Regions from separate parts of the Anser cygnoides genome. Here region 2 is linked to region 1. A link is a contact called in public Hi-C data. All regions are on one chromosome and are shown on one strand. The core of a region is the stretch at or near the end of the contact, and the rest is flanking DNA. Distances in the headings are between cores, read along the strand shown.

Evidence for each region. Hi-C and Micro-C count contacts between places; a contact is called where the count stands out from the background.
Region 2: a Hi-C map of liver shows a contact between it and region 1, with 1.7 times the contacts expected there. The contact joins the enhancer-like site here to the promoter of PPP2R5C in region 1. A contact is called at or near these places in 2 of 7 Hi-C or Micro-C datasets (both in liver).

The regions. Positions count from the first base shown.
Region 1 is chr5:55,176,172-55,179,179 of Taihu_goose_T2T_genome, reverse strand. PPP2R5C (protein phosphatase 2 regulatory subunit B'gamma) reads right to left here and starts at 1,308. Exons shown (of 15, transcript XM_066998347.1): 1 at 1,105-1,308. The coding sequence starts at 1,131.
Region 2 is chr5:55,210,302-55,213,339 of Taihu_goose_T2T_genome, reverse strand. All of the region lies in intron 3 of PPP2R5C (protein phosphatase 2 regulatory subunit B'gamma), which reads right to left. Among named protein-coding and RNA genes, the nearest start is that of PPP2R5C, 34 kb to the right of the region's middle. Within about 2 kb of position 1,304, at least 2 of the 3 cell types and tissues checked have open chromatin away from gene starts, as enhancers often do. A contact at or near this core is called in liver, where this site is marked.

The sequences.
Region 1 (3,008 bases), core at 59-2,558:
AGCGACTTGAACCATGTCTAAAAATTTGGCCTTGCTGCCTGGCTTTTGGCCTCAGGAGCATTTACACTTAGTTTAGCTTTGAAACAAGCATCATCGCAGGACGCACTGCACATGTCATTATCTCGCCTGCTCCTGGTGTTCTACGCACTAGAAAGTCCAGTTTTAGGAGCAGGCCCACAACTCTGGTATCTCCCTCGCAGCACTGTACTTGGATCTTTCACCCACCGCCTATTTGTGAGATTCGCTAATTCTAAGAAAAGCGATGAGAAGTTTGAACATTTTGGGTCACAGGTGGCTAGGATATCATGAAAAACATTAAAAATGAAACCAAAAGAACACAAATCACAACACCCATCTAATTTCAAAGCAATGTTGAAAAACTGGAAGGCGGGCAGAAGCCAACCAAACAGAGAAGGTCCAGCAGGACAGCGGCTGGATGTGCCAGTCTACTTCGCTGTTCCCAGTTCCCCTCATTCCCTAATAGCTAATTACCTGCCACACAAATAAAGCGCAACACGTGAAGCTGAGCGGGTTGGATTTGGAACTTTTCCTCCAACTTGTGCGTGAGCCCCCTTGGGCGGCTGACACCCAGACCTGCCTGGCAGCAGGAGGAGGAGAGGGACAGGGAGAGGAGATGGGTAGGAGGAGAGGGGCAGCTCCGAGTACCCCCCGGTGCTCACAGAGCTCTGAGGGCGACCCCCGGGCGCACCCCCCGCCCTCCCCCTCCCTCCTCTCCCCCCCTTCCCCTCCCCATCCCCTCCCTCCCCGCACACCCCTCCCTCCCCCGCCGCCCTCCCCCAGCCCCTCCGGGCCGGCTCCCCCCGGGCCGAGGCTGCTCGGGGACCCCCCCCAACCCTCCTCTAACCCCCCCCACCCCCCAGGCTAGGCCCCGCGGGGGGCCGCCCCCTCCTCAGCGCCCGGCCGGAGGCAGGGGAGCGGCGGGGCGAGGCGGGGGGCGAGGCGGGGGGCGAGGCGGGGGCGCCCCCCTCCCAGCTCCCCCCCTCCCCATGGCGGCACAGGGCTCCCCGCCTTCCTCCTCCTCCTCCTCCTCCTCCCCCTCCTCCCCCCCCCCCCCGCAGGGCCTGCCCCCTGCCTCCCACTCACTTTCTCCTTCTTGTTTTTATTCGGCATGGCCGCCCCGCGGCCGGCCAGGCGCAAAGCCCCCGCTCGGCCCCGTTCCTCCTCCTCTTCTTCCTCCTCCTCCTCCTCCTCCTCCGCCGCCGCCGCTGCCCCCCCCCAGGCTCCGGCCCCGGCTCCGGCTCCAGCGGCGGCGGCCTCAGCCCCTCCCCCCGCCCCCTTCCTCCCTCCTCCGCCGCCCCCCGCCCGCGGAGAGCGGGGCCGCTGCCCGCCCATTGGCTGTCTGCGTCACGTGAGCGGCGCCTCCAGTGGCGTCACCTCGGAGGCGGGGCTTACCGCCTCCCTTCTCTTCCCCCCTCCCCTCCTGTCACGCTTCGGCGGCGGCCGCTGACAGGGCCCGGGCGCGCGGCGAGGGGCTCGGGGCTCTCCCGGCTCCGCCCCGGCTGTGGGGAGGGCCCCGCGCCCCCAGCCCCGCCTCGGGGTGGGCACCGAAGGCTGGGCTGTGCCGCCTCAGCCCCGCTGCTACGTGGGTGTCGCCCTCCGAAGCCAGTCCTTCGCTGAGGGGCAGCGGCTCCGGGGTCGGGCGGGGTGCGGGAGCAGCCAGTGTGTGGGGAAGAAAAAAATAAAAAAATAAAAACAAAACTAAATAAAAACCTTTGGCCGCGTGCCCCTCATACAAGTGTTGTGGTCGTCATTAACTGGGGGACTTCACTGCCTGCCTGCAGTACGTGGATAAGGAAGAAGCGAACTTTGCGTAGTTCCAGCCTGGTTTTTGTAGATGGCATCTTTCAAAGTCAGAATGCAAAAGTCAACAATATTCTTCGACAAAAGAAGAAAGGTGTATATGCTTCTACTGGAAAAGTTACAAATTGTGTTTGTCACGTGGCCTGACTAAGCTCCAAACTACCATTAGCTGAGGAAAAATGACATATTAATCCTAATAATAATGCCAAGATATAAAACATTTAAAATTTAGATTGGGCACGCTTATTAAATACTAATTGTGTTGTGCTGATAAAGGATAGAAAAATTACAGCCTAACAAACACCAGCATGAAAGAGAAATTGATCTCCTTCCTTACTCAGCCTGCGAGTATCAAAGGCAGCACTAGCTAGCAGCCGTGCTCTCGTTTTTAGGAACTGGGATTTCTAATAAGTACTCATATCTGATGTGATGGTATCTAACATCAGTTTATATCCACTATATTTGAACACTTTGCTGTGGTAAAAGAACAAAGAAATTTCCCATTTTTGAGGCACTACAAGGAATACTACTGAGTAGGGAGAGTTGCTTCCTCTTGCTTCAGGCCCCTTCCTTCCCTGCTTCTTAAGTGCTAGAAAACAAATTATGTCTGCCTCTTATCCTTTCCCTAATCTTCTCTGGTCTGAGGATTTAGAATTGAGGTGCTGTTATCACTGTTGTGCTTCTGTTACGAACCAGTCACAAAGAAATTACTACTACTAAGTAGGACTTCTGACCAACAAAACAACATGGATTTTGGACATAGATAGTAAGAAAAAGAAATCTACTTCCATCTGTAGTCTGCAGTTTGATGAGTGTATGAAAGGGTTTGTACAGCTGAGGATAAACTCCAGAGCTTCCAATTCTTTGTTAAGTTCCAGTTTCACAGAAGCTTAAACTACTCTTAATTCCCAGCTGCCGTATTCCTCTCTCACTCTTCTGCACTGATGCTGGAACTGTGCAGCCCCTTAAACCAGTTCATAGAATTGATCTGGTTGAAAACTCCCCCCCCAAAATGATGTGGGGTTTTGTGTTTTTGTTTATTTTTTTTTTACTCCCCTTGAACTGGCACATCACCACCTGTTTCTGTAAACACAAGTGTTGGCTGAAGGAAGGGGGTGGAAATATGTGGCGGGGGCGGGATGTGACCTCAACAGCCTAGATTTAGATCAGTTTAAGCAGCTTAATGA
Region 2 (3,038 bases), core at 55-2,554, 34 kb before region 1:
AAAGGGACTTGACCTTTCATAATCAACTATGAAAATACAAAGTGGAAATGCAGCTTACAATAGCTGGAGAGCACTTGGTTTCTTTAAGAACCTGGCATTAGTTTATGATGATTTGATCTGGAGCTGAAAGGTTATCTAAGGCGGCCCAAGCTCAGAGAAACCAGCATCACGAGGTGCTTGATGCTGTGTTGGTACCCAACCCAACAGAACCATCAGCTTTTACCAAGCTTTTCTAAGAATGTAAATTTCTATCCATATCCTCAGATAAATACATCACAAGAATGTTACCGCTGCCATTTTTAGTCATACCCTGTAGAAGAGCACTATGTGGAGATGGAATATGAACTACCTTCCATGGTCCCTTGCTCAGGATTACAGGGAGCACATGAAAAGAACAGGCAGAGTTAACATTACCTACATCTTCAAACAACCAACCCCACAAACTTTCACAAAATCCAAATTAAGTTAAATAATTACAAAGTTGAGTATCAAAAAATTTTACTGCTCTGGAAGGCAGAGGACAACAGACAATGAGGTATTTGAAACAGGTCACAGCCTACAGGAAGCACTGGTGGGAGCTGACACAGGATCAGGGCGTTCTCATCCTCCCTCCCACACAACTTTCACCACGTCTTGCAAAGTATCTTGAAAATCGTTTTGGAAAAGCGTGAACAGACAATATTACCAATTCCACTAAGCAACTAGGCCGCTAAACTAACTTCTATACTCTGTTAATTCTGGCAATGCAGACCAGAGCAGAGTTCTACCAATATTTTGTTCAAATTTCTGAATATCTGTGTCTTGACTACATGAAAACACTGTTTTTCAGGCTAACAGCAGTCAACTGCACTTCTAATGAAAAGCGTACCCCCCCAAAGGAATAGACATTTATAATCTGCCTACACAAAGAATCAAGATCATTTTCTAACTGCACTCTGTCCTACAGCTACAGCTTCCTGCAAGACAACTCACCACAGTAAACACAAACTGGTAACTGAAGCCTAGTGACAAATGTTAACAGTTTGTTGTAATCTATGCTGCTTTTACAGCGCCTTTCTTTGCTTGAAGCACTGAGATGGAAATCAGAAGGTCCTGATTCCTTCCCCCAGGCCTCATCTCAGTTACTTGGATCAGGGCCCTGAGTGCACTCCAGTCACCCTAGGGGTTTCGCTGCCAGAAGGGCTCCATAAGGAGAGAGAAGCATCTTGAAAAACCATCCTGCTCTGCTTCCCTCTTTGCTGTAAAAATCTTACGTTTGCAATACTTAATAATTCTCTGCTGTCCTTACGTCACCTTCATAGCTAGTGACCTCCACACAAGGATCCTACAGGAACTCTCCATGCAGATACCCCACAACCAGTTGCTTTACCTTCTCCATCTTCGCTTGTTTCACAGCCAACTGCACACACACAAAGCCTCTACTGAGGACCACAAACCACAACAGCTATTTCGTAGCCATAACAGCTGCTCAAATTGAAACCGATTCTCTTTAAGCTTGCAAGGTAAGCTTTCAGTTCACTGCAGTCACTAAAGCCAAGCGGCTGAGCCGACCATTATGTGCTCTGTACTCTAGGACGATCGATGCAGCAGCATGACTTGGGCCCCCTGGAAAGCCTGGTGTGGGTGGAATGACCAAGGGCTCACTACCCCAGTAGCCAAACATTCTTCCTGAGCCAGCGCTGTCAGCACAAGCAGATAACACACAGTAATGGCTGCATGCCACTTGCCTTTGCCGTGGACTGGGCTCTTCTGATGCTTGGTGTTTTCCAGCAATGGGTCCAGAGTCATCTTCCGCGGACCCGATTTCTACACATTGGTCTTGGACAACTGCCACCAGTCTATAATTGTGACAAAGGGCAGAGTCTCACTGTATTCAAACCAGAAAAGGAGAGCCGATCTAGTGACAGTGATCAGGGCCAGCCAACAGTCCAGTGGTTGTGGAACATGTCCGCAGTGAAGAGGCAGGTCAAGCCAGGTGGTCAACACATCAGGACCCCGAAAGGCAAGGCACACCACCCAAGATATGGCTGCAGCCTGGATGAGGCAGTGACCAAAGCCAAGGGCCTGAGCCTGAAAACAGCTCCTGAGTGAGGGGGGGAACCCCAACAAGACTTCTCACGGCTCTCTCCATGACAGCCTGACTCAAGAGCTGATTTTGAGCACCAGCTGGGGTATTCAGGGCCCTGACACCTCCTATCCTACAAATCCCCATTGTTCCTCCAGAGACAGCAACAGTAGACAATAAGATGTTGACACCCTTATTTCCTATTCACAAGGCTCTAAACATGACTTTTTAAAAACACCTGCATCTATTTTCCCAACTGTGGTGCTTTGGCAAAGCTACAAGTAACCCAGACAATAAAGCTGTCTGCAGTTCAGAAGGGGGAGGAAGAAGAAGAGCAAGCTTCCACCTCTTGCCAGACCAGACTTCTTTTTAATTCTGCAAACTTTACATATTCCATGTGATCCAGGTATAGAAAGTGTATTAGAATTAATTTTAAAAGCAAGATTGCAATTTTTATTTTCAAGTAATTCCTGATAGTCTGCTCTACAAAAATACCCCCTCCTTTTTCCCCACTCACCCCAAATAACATTAAGGCCAAACAGAGTATTTTACCCTCTAATATATAATGGTAAAACAAGATACACAATCTCAAACTTTTACTTTAAACACCATATGAAATTTGTTCTAAAGCAGATTTACCTTTTAGTGGAGAAGATACTACCAGCCTTTTTTTTTTTTTTAAGTTAAAATTCTAGCATTTGCAGCTACGAAGAGAAGCACTTCTACTAGAAAATTCAACCCATGCTTCAACAGATGATGTAAAAGGACAACTGTAAAAGCTGCATGGATTAGAACAAGCAGTAAACCTTTGTCATTAGGCTTCAGAGTTATCAGCTCACTTTAGCTCCTATTTATTTTAAATACATAGTTCTGTAAGGATTCATTTTGGGGGCAAATCAGTACTGGTCAAATTAGAGCAGCTAGTGAGATGAGGTGCATACAAAAGAATGAACTAGTATGGATGGATGGAAGA